Regions from separate parts of the Mus musculus genome. Here all the other regions are linked to region 1. Evidence: chromatin contacts called from public HiChIP or PLAC-seq data. All regions are on one chromosome and are shown on one strand. Each heading gives the region's core, a stretch centred on a gene start, on an enhancer-like site or on the middle of the called end of the contact. The rest is flanking DNA. Distances are from core to core; before and after follow the strand shown. Region 1 holds the start of Xpo4 (exportin 4). Region 2 has its middle 26 kb from the start of Sap18. Region 3 overlaps Il17d (interleukin 17D).

Region 1 (3,278 bases), core at 24-2,523:
AGAGAAGTCAAAAAAATCCAAACAAACAAACAAAAAACCGATTGGCCATGCCTTTAATCCCAGCACTGAGGAGGCAGAGGGCAGGTGGATCTTTGTGTTTGAGGCTGGCCTGGTCTACAGCGTGAATAGAAAAATCCTGTTAAAAACACAAGAAAAGGGGCTGGAAAGATGGCTCAGCGGTTAAGAGCACTGACTGCTCTTCTGAAGGTCCTGAGTTCAAATCCCAGCAACCACATCGAGGCTCACAACCATCCATAGTGAGATCTGATGCCCTCTTCTGTGGAGTCTGAAGTCAGCTACAGTGTATTTACATATAAAATAAATAAATAAAGGCACTGAGAGTGGGTGGGGTGAAGAGAAGAATTTACATTTGTTTCAATAGAAACAATAGTAATAGAGAGATAGCTTAGTGGTTAAAAGCACTGGCTGCAATTCCAGAGGACTCAGGTTCAGTTCCAGCACCCTTACAATCATCAGTAACTCCAGTTGCTGGGGATTTGACACTCTCACACAGACATACATGCACACAAAACAATGCACATAAAATAAAAAATAAATCATTTAAAAATTAATGCAATTCTATTTCGAAGACACAAAACCTCAAAGGGGCGGAGGGCAGACTTACAAATCTCTGGGAAAACCAGGAAGTCTACAGAAGGAACTCAAAAACGTGGATTTTCCCCAGAAAGCAGAACAGGCAGTCAACAAAACTCAGAAAATGGAGCTGTCAGGTCGAAACATACAAATACTTCAACTAGACCACCTTTTGAACATTGAACTAGCTGATGTCGGGATCACTTTCCTGGACGTAGACTTTGAAAAACAAAACCTTAAAGAACCGGAGAGAAGACAGCGCGTTGAAGTTACTGTAACGCACCTTTCCTCGCAGATTCTGTACTTAGCATTGCTATTATAAACTCCTGAAGTCCAAAGCTGGCGGCAGCTGAGCCCTTACTGACTTCAGGAAGCCAAGTGGTTAGGGAGAGGGTTTCAAAAATCAAGAAAACCAAGCATTTCGTCCACGGATGCCCTTTTCTCACAGCGGAATGAACCGCGGAGCGGGAGGCATGAATTCTGGGCGTAGACGCACCCTTAGGAGAGCGCTTCCAAGGCTAAGAGATCCTGCTCCACACCGGACAGCCTATGGGAGCGAGAGGAAGCTCCCGCACGGGCAGGACACCCAAACCTTAACCCGCAGCTAACGGGCTGCGCGGCTCCGGTCCAGGACCTCGCGGCCCGCACCCAGCAGGGAACCACGCATGCGCAGGCCCCAGACCCGCGCGGGATGCCCGGCCGCGGCTGACAGAGCCAACCGCTCGGCCTCGCCCGGTGCCGGCTGCCGCCGCCCTCCTCCCAGCGCCGCGACCGGGCTCACGCTTGTCTCCTTCCAGCTGCTCAGGAATCGGCGGTCCCGTCAGGCCGCTGGGGGCGCGACGCCGACGGCTGCTGCGACAGCCCGGGAGGCGCGAGAGGCGCCGGGGTCGCGGCGGCGATTGGCCGGCCGCGGCGCCTGCTCCCAGAATGCAGCGCATGGCGCGTCATTGAAGAGAGACCATGATGGCGGCGGCGCTGGGGCCCCCAGAAGTGATCGCTCAGCTGGAGAACGCGGCCAAAGTTCTGATGGTGAGGACGCCGGGTCCGGAGAAACGGGGGATTAGTGGGACTCCGGCTGGCTCTCCCTGGTCAGGCCTGCTGTCCGCTGGGTTGGTGGCCAGGAAGGGCCTTGGGATGAACCCTGAAGTGGAGGTGGTGGTGGCGTGGCGCAGGATTCTCCATCCTACTTTCCTCTTGCCTTGGTTCTTTACTTTCTAGTGCTGTCTCCTTCCCTGACCGCCTTGTTCCTCCGCCTGGCACTGGGGTGTAGTGGTGTAAGATGGAGAGTTTCCTGTGCCGCCAGCTTCGCTCCATACCTCGCTAGGCAGACTGGGTAGCAGAGCAAGGCACAGGGTGAACCCCGCAGGACTTGGGTTAGGGAACATTCTTGGGACTGTGTGCATGACGCTGGGGAGTTGATCCTGTTAGGAGAGGGATGGCATAGTCTGGGTGCTGTTAGCAACCCTCGTTCTCTTGTGGATCGGGTCCCCTAGCTCTTTGCCTGACATGCAGACTGTTCTGGGTAACCGCAGCAGGCGGCACGTGGACGGACCGGCCGGAGGGAGAGAGGCTAATCTTTAGGACCAAGGTCGTTGGGGCAAAACTTGGTTCAAGACCTACTCTTTGTGGGTTTCGCGTTTTGGAAAACTGACTCTGTGGCAGGTTCCCAGGTACTTATTAGCTGAAGTCTAACAACTACCACGAAATAGTTTGGTGAGGGTGTTTGAGCAGGACGAGTCGGTATTATAAACAGGATTTCACATAGGGAGCAAAAGTAAGGAGAAGGATACTGTTTCGTTACTTAGTAAACTGTGTGTCTTATGCTTGCTGGCTCAGCCTGATTTCTTTCTTTCGTTCTTTGTAAATTATGACGATTGCATTTGTAGGGTTTTTTGTTTTGTTTTTAAAATTAGATGTCCATTTTATTACTTGAAATGATTTAGACATTTTAACAACTAAATGCAGCTAGATTTCTTTTTTACCCTACTTTAAGGTTACTGTCAAGGATTCTGTTGGAGCATCCTATTTAAGGATATTTTAGTTAAGGCCTGGAGAGACTGCTCAGTAGTTAAGAGCACGTGTTGCTTTTCCAGAGGACCTGAGCAGGTTCCCAGGTCAGGTAGTCAGTAGTTACCAATTGTAACTCCATTAAGTTTTGTCTTCACATACAATATAAGATGCTTTGGCTTTTAGAAAGTGAGAAGAGGGCCTAGAGAGATGGCAGCTCAGGGATTAAGATCACTTGTTGCTTTAGCAGAGGACCCTGCTCAGAACCCATGGTGATTTACAACTGTCCTTGACTCCAGTTTCAGGGTATCCGATGACCTCCACGGGCCATGCAGATAAAACACATAAATAAATCTTTTAAAAAAACATGCAGTAAAATCTTAGGTTTAATAAAAGTTTACGAAAATCCCCAAATACAGCACCCCCGAAAATACCTGATTTCCTAGGAAATAGGGGTAATGTTTTTAATTAAATTCCAAGAACTCAACAGTGCTCTAGTATTGAAATTGATAGGTTAATTGATGGTGTTCATCATCGGCCTGATGGGCATGAAAAACAGTACTAGTATTCTGTTGAGTGCTAGATTTGGGTTCTATATTATGAATTCCTGTAGCAGCTTTGTACTGTGGAGAGAAACTGAGGTTCAAAGCAGTAGGTCACAGCAAATTTAGTGATGA
Region 2 (3,321 bases), core at 616-3,115, 110 kb before region 1:
CAGGTCTTACTTGTGTTCCACAGCCTGGGATGTGATTGACATACCCAGCGACATTCCTACAAACACATTCTTTTTTTCCAATGAAGATGGTTATTTTCTCTGACTAGAACTTCCATGTTGAACAGAGGTGGCCAGAGCGAGCGTGCATACCTCTCTGGTTATTGATCATAAAATGAAGACATTCAGGTATTTTTCTCTAGGATGTTCACTGTGCACTTTTCAACGGTCCTTCCAATGTTGCCAAGGTCAGCTTGCCTGCGTTTGTTGAGTTGTGAATGGCACTTACCAGTGACATTGGCCAAAGGTGGTTTGTTTTTGTTTGGTAGCATCTTTGGCTTTGGTGTTGGGGTCATGCTGACATCATAGAATGAACCTTAGAGCGTTCCTTCCTCTACAACTTGAAAGGAGAAATTTAAATGTAGTAGAGGGGCTGGAGAGATGGCTTTGTGGTTAGCCACATAGGCTGCTCTGCCAAAGGACCCAAGTTCAGTTTCCAGGACCAGCACAGTGGCTTAACCCACTCACAACTCCAGTTTCAGAGGATCAGATGCCCTTCACTGGCCTCCCTGGGCTCAAGTATGCATGTCATGCAAGCTCATATATGCACATAAAAATAAAAAATAAATAAACTAAAAAATAATAAACCTGTCAGAATTCACCAGACAAGACATCTGCTTCTGGGTTTTTGTTGCTGTTGTGGGTGTTTTATTACCAATTCAACCTCTTTATTAATTATAGACCTGTTCAGATATTTTATTTCTTTCTGGTTCTGTCTTAGAAAACTGCATCTGTTGAAATTCCCCCTTTTCTCCTGAAGTTATCTAGCACTGGTGTAAACTACTTATAGAATGTTTTTACAATTTTTTTTTCTGTGGTATTGGCTACACCACCTCCACTTTCATATGAGGCTTTGGTTATTAGAGTGTGTGCTCTTTTTATCTTACTTAGTCTAGCAAAAGTCTAGCCAGCTTTCCCTTTCCAGAACCTCTTAGCTCTGTTGACTTGTTCCTGGTGATTGTCAATTTTGTATTACTTCTATTCTTTTTCTTTTGTCTTTTTTTTTCTTTTTCTTTATTTTATGTATGAGTACACTGTCACTGTCTTCAGACACACCAGAAGAGGGCATCTGATCTCATTACAGATGGTTGTGAGCCACCATGTGGTTGTTGAGAATTGAACTCAGGACCTCCTTAAGAGTAGTCAGTGCTCAGCTGGGCAGTGGTGGTGCACGCCTTTAATCCCAGCATTTGGGAGGTAGACACAGGCGGATTTCTGAGTTCGAGGCCAGCCTGGTCTACTGAGTGAGTTCCAGGACAGCCAGGGCTACACAGAGAAACCCTGTCTCGGGGGTGGGGGGAGGGAAGAGTAGTCAGTGCTCATAACCACTGAGTCATCTCTTCAGCCCCATACCCATATTTCTTCTGGAGTCATTATTTCCTTCCAAGACCCCTCTTCCTTGGCTGATCATTCTAGCATGTTGAGTGTACAGTCTGTGGTAAGTCTGTGGTACCAGCCCACACCATTGTAGTCGTTCCTTAGCATTGTTTGTGCTATACTACATTAGTCTGATCTGTATTTCTATTCATCTTGAGGTTAGTTTTGTAGTTTCCCTTTTGACTTCCTCTTTCACCCAATCATTTCCACACCTCCAGGAGCTTGCTAGTTTCTTTCCGTTGATTTCTAGTTGTATCCTGTTTTGTTTAAAATATGTACTTGGTAGGATCTCTGTCTTCTAAGGTTGGTTGAAACTTGTTCTGTGACCTAACCTGTGATGTTGAATAGAGTGGCCAGGGTGATTATGCTCATCTTGTCCTGGTGATGAAGGGGAAGTACCTTAGTGTCCTTCCCGTGACTGTGATAACACCATGACCACAAGCAGTCTGGGGAGGAAAGGGTTCATTTGGCTCACAGGTTACAGTCCATCCTCAGGAGAAGCTGAGACAATGGAGAGGTGCTAAGCAATCCAACCCGCTCCTCTCCCAGGAAGAATCTCTGGGCTACAGTCTCCTTGTTGTATGGAGCCAGAGCTGCGCTGAGGGTAGTGACTATGGTCACAGAATATCGTGACTTTTCCTACTACTTCTCTATAAGTGGTTCTGCACTTGTTCAGGGTGCAGGAGTCTCTCACCTAGTTTCGAACTTCTCATGAAAAGAAAACTGTGTATTTAGCATTGTTGGAAGTGTATATCCAAGAGAGGAAGAATTCTGGTCTTTCTTTTCCACTGTCTTGCTGACATCCTTTGTCTGATTAATTTCAATGTAATGATTTGGGACAGCAGGTTAGATACGAACTTGGAACCTTGTTTGGCCACTGCCTTGCTGTGAGATGTTAGGCAGATCCAAAGCTCCACACTCGGGCTAGAGACATACTTTGAGTAGTTGCTGCTCTTGTAGGGGATCCGGATTCAGTAGCCATCACCCACATGACATCTTACAACTATCTGTAACTCCGGTGCCAGGGAATCCAAAGCCCTTTCTGGCTTCTGAAGGTACCAGGGCTTTCCTGATACACACATATACATGCAGGCAAACATTCATGCACATAAATATAAATCTTTTAAAAAGGCTTTGTGCTTAATTTTAATTTGTATCAGATGCTGTGCTGGCTAGTTTTATGTCAAGTTGACACAAGCTAGAATCATTTGCAAAGAGGAACCCTCAACTGAGAAAATGTCCCCACCAGACTGGCCTGCGGGCAAGCCTGTGTTACATTTTCTTAGTTGGTGAAAGATATGGAATGACTCAGTCCATTGTGCGTGGTGCCATCCCTGGGCTGGTCCCAGGTATGTATAAGAAAGCAGGCCGAGCCCTGAGAAGTAAACCAGAAAGCAGCTTCTACCATGACTTCTGCATCAGTTTCTGCCTCCAGGCCCTGCCCTGACTTCCCTCAGCGATGAACTGTTACCTGGAAGCATAAGCTGAAGTAACTCATTTCCTTCACAGGTTGCTTTCGGTCATAGCAATAAACACCGTATGGCAGCTGGTATTTATCAGATTGGCCATTCCACAGGGCGTCTCTGAATCCATGATGAGAAAAACCCTTTAAGGAATTTACACCGGGACCTCATCCATCCTGAGCCCAACTCCAGTTCCAGAGGCTCTGATGCACTCTTCTGACTTAAGGGCAACAAGCACATGCAGCATACATACATACATACACATACATGTACACACATGTACACACATACATACATACATACATGTACATACATGTACATGCATATATATACATACACACATGTACATACATACGTGTATATGCATACATGCACATACATGCGCACACACATACATGTACATACATACATACATGTAGACAAA
Region 3 (3,056 bases), core at 135-2,634, 120 kb after region 1:
TGGTAACGGGAACTGAGCATCCAAGAGATAGCGTGTTAGCTTCCTGTGGCTCTAGCACAGTGCCTGAGATAAGTATTTAGAGCAAAGGTGCACTTGGGCTCACAGTTCTGGAAGTTCCAACTGAAGGTCAATGGGACTTGTTTTGGGTCACTGGTAGGTTTGCCAGATGGTGGCACCAAGGAGCCTGTGACAGGCAAACAGGTGTAGTGATGAGTGCAGGAGACAGATCCCCCACTGGGCACATCTGCAGTGACCTAGAGACCTCCCTGAGGACTTTTTTTTCTGACAATGAGTCAGGAGAGGGTGTGGCTCACAGATAGAGATCCTACTTAGGATGTCCGAAGGCCTGGGCTCCCTCCGAACAGTCCAAACATGTTCACAAAAGCAAAATCTGGAAAGAAATAGAATGTACACAGCCAGGGAATCCCTCAGCCACTGTTGTTTTAGTGACTGCAAAAGAATGTGCAGAGGGAGGCGCAGACTTCACACCTAAATGAGAATAAGTTCACAGTTTAACACCGGAGACTAGGTCCTCCCTCTTCCTCCTTCTCAGGGTTGGCTGGATCCAAAAGCCCGTCAACTTCGGCCCATCTGTGCTTGGGGCTCCCTGAGAATTGGCTAAGATGTCACATCCCGCCTCTTGCCACAAATTAAGACCAGTGGCTTTCAAATATGAAAGAATAACACCAAAAACTTTAATCTTTATAAAGTTAAGACCATCCATAAGCTAAAGAACAAAGGGGCGCTTGGTTCCTAGCCCCCCCACATCCCTCCCTCTCCAGGGACCTGGAGACCTTAGGTGCCCAGATCCGGAGCACTCATTATCACCTTAGTAAGCTTGGGCCACAGGAGAGACTCAGGGACAGGGCACAGTGCAGCAGAAGGAAGTTCATCTGAGCACTACAATTATGCACTCAAGAATCCTACTAGAGGAAAACGGGATGTGTGTGATGTGCTTGTATATCAAAGAAGTTTAAAAACAACATGCTTGCTCTAAATTACTAATATGAAAATAGTTTCTGCCACTATTCAAAATAGTTGTAGATATGTAGTGTCTACTTTGAAAAATATATTTAAAGCTTATGTAGCTGTCCTTTTGGAAAAATTAGGCAGCGGCCAGGGATCATGGGGTGGGTTTTGTCAGGGCCAGGGGACCTGATGCATGCAGGAAGCTGGGCCATGGCGGGCAGTCCCCGGCATCAGCGCCCCGCAGGCCTGTCGGCGGGCCCCAGCAGCAGCTTGTCCATGCTGGAGTTCGCACTGTCCGCGGACTTGTCCGGCTCGGGCACGCAGGTGCAGCCCACCGGGATGGTGATGTAGTGTTCGGCGTACACAGAGCGGCCGCCCGCGCAGGCCGCTGTGCGCCGCAGCACCACGGCTGGAGAGAAGACGGGTGTGCTGCGAAAGCGGAAGTCCTCCTCCCCGTAGAGCCCGGTCAGGCAGCCTCGGCACAGGCAGTAGGCTTCGGGCAGGTACCTCGGAAAGCGAGCAGGGTCGTAGGAAATCCTGCAGACAGAGCGAGAGAGTGAGGCCGCAGCAGGAGCATCACTGCGAGTTCGCGGCCAGCTTGGGTTACATAGCAAGCCTGGCCAAATGAAGAAGGCCTGAGAAGGCTGGATCTGACAATGCAATCCGCAGTAAGCACTCTGGAAGGGCCTATCTGGAACACTAGGCTGTGAGCCCCGACCGGGAAAAGATTATGCTGCCATGGCACGTGACCTCTATCATTTCAGATGCTGAAGGCCGCATGAACCTCTATCCCTGAGTGCCCGTAAAACTACCCGCTGTCAAAATCCAAATGCCAACTTCCAAGCCTACCAGGCTCTGCAGGTCTACATGTGTTCCCTACATGTGCAAAAGGCCATGAGGTGACTCTGTCCAGATGCAAGCTCTCTAAAGGAGCTAAAGCAACATACAGCAGGGGACAGAGAGCTGGCAGGCCAGGGATATTTGAAAAGTGAAAATGATGGGTTAAATTCCATCACTTTGATTTTTCTCCAACTCTTGCAAGTTTCAACTCAGATGCCAAATGTAAGTACTTCCGGGTCAGCCTATGGCCAAATCTCAGGAAAGCTACAACGGTGGCTCACTTGGAGATAAAAATCAACCCCCAGAACAAGAGCCTGCTCTTACAGAAGCCACCTACACAGCTACAGAAACCCAGGGGGTCATCAGGAGGAACCTGGGACCCTTCTTGGTTGTCCCCTTGCAGAAGCAAGGGTTATCCCCACTGCTTGTGAGACTTCTATGTGCCTAAATTCACGTCCATTAACCTATCCAACCAGAACACAGGCAATCCCTTATAGGTCTTTTCTTTCCTCTAGGCAGAGTTCTAGAGACTCTCATATCCATCGTCACGGCTTTGACCTTGGCTAACATGTCGAGAGTCAGACACATCTGAAGACCCACTATGCACCAAACAGTAGCCTCTGAGTATAGTGAAGAAAATGGAGGCAGGATGGAGAGATGGAGAGGGGACAGGCTTGGAGATCTTTCTGTTCTAGCCTGGGGATGTGAGGGAGGGGGCAGTGGGCATGCCATGCCTGCAGTCAGTGCCCATCCAAGGACATGCTTTCTCCTTACTACTAACGAGGGCACTTGCCAACAAAATAGACCTCCCTCCACTCAGAGCACACATGCCATGGAGAGGAACCGGTCTGCAGAAAGCAGGCACTGGAATCGGTGGTGCTGTTTTGGCGAGAGGTACTTGGGGTCAGGAAGGCCTCCTGGGCATAGAACCGTTCAATTTCCCTTGCACACTGTTTCTAGGGACCAGAGAATGGTCTGAGTAAAAGCTGACGACTAGGGCAGAGACAAATGCAGTCTAAACAAACCCTGACTCTGCCCCTCGGTGCTCCCCTCCAGCACAAAGTCTGCAAACATCCACTTCTGAAGTCTGTTGTTCCCGTTTGCCCAGTTCCACCATCAGGAGTTTGGGAGCAGAATGAGCCTGGCGAGTCCTTGCTGGAACCCATCTGTCTCCTGACGCTCCCTCTCACTGAACATATGAAGGAGGAGGAAGTCCTAAATAGCTCGGATGCATAAGGTCTACAATT

Evidence for each region. HiChIP or PLAC-seq counts read pairs in DNA pulled down with a chosen protein or histone mark.
Region 2: a contact with region 1 is called in an H3K4me3 HiChIP or PLAC-seq map of bone marrow-derived macrophages, with 4 times the contacts expected there. The contact joins the enhancer-like site here to the promoter of Xpo4 in region 1. A contact is called at or near these places in 1 of 39 promoter capture datasets (the C10 cell line), 5 of 115 datasets of contacts at active chromatin or transcription factors (the 230-238 cell line, bone marrow-derived macrophages, effector CD8 T cells and 1 more) and 4 of 9 other capture datasets (adipose tissue, embryonic stem cells, liver and 1 more).
Region 3: an H3K4me3 HiChIP or PLAC-seq map of embryonic stem cells shows a contact between it and region 1, with 17 read pairs. The contact joins the enhancer-like site here to the promoter of Xpo4 in region 1. A contact is called at or near these places in 1 of 39 promoter capture datasets (the 3T3-L1 cell line), 4 of 484 Hi-C or Micro-C datasets (CD4 T cells, the HL-1 cell line, muscle stem cells and 1 more), 4 of 115 datasets of contacts at active chromatin or transcription factors (bone marrow-derived macrophages, embryonic stem cells and extraembryonic endoderm stem cells) and 3 of 9 other capture datasets (adipose tissue, liver and pancreatic islet).

What each region holds. Positions count from the first base shown.
Region 1 is chr14:57,663,233-57,666,510 of GRCm38.p6, reverse strand. Xpo4 (exportin 4) reads left to right here and starts at 1,273. Exons shown (of 23, transcript NM_020506.2): 1 at 1,273-1,623. The coding sequence starts at 1,555.
Region 2 is chr14:57,770,910-57,774,230 of GRCm38.p6, reverse strand. No RefSeq gene overlaps it. Among named protein-coding and RNA genes, the nearest start is that of Sap18, 26 kb to the left of the region's middle. Within about 2 kb of position 1,865, at least 78 of the 459 cell types and tissues checked have an H3K27ac peak or open chromatin away from gene starts, as enhancers often do. A contact at or near this core is called in the 230-238 cell line, bone marrow-derived macrophages and effector CD8 T cells, where this site is marked.
Region 3 is chr14:57,540,784-57,543,839 of GRCm38.p6, reverse strand. It overlaps Il17d (interleukin 17D), which reads right to left. Exons shown (of 3, transcript NM_145837.3): 3 at 674-1,506. The coding sequence ends at 1,200. Among named protein-coding and RNA genes, the nearest start is that of Il17d, 17 kb to the right of the region's middle. Within about 2 kb of position 1,384, at least 23 of the 459 cell types and tissues checked have an H3K27ac peak or open chromatin away from gene starts, as enhancers often do. A contact at or near this core is called in embryonic stem cells and extraembryonic endoderm stem cells, where this site is marked.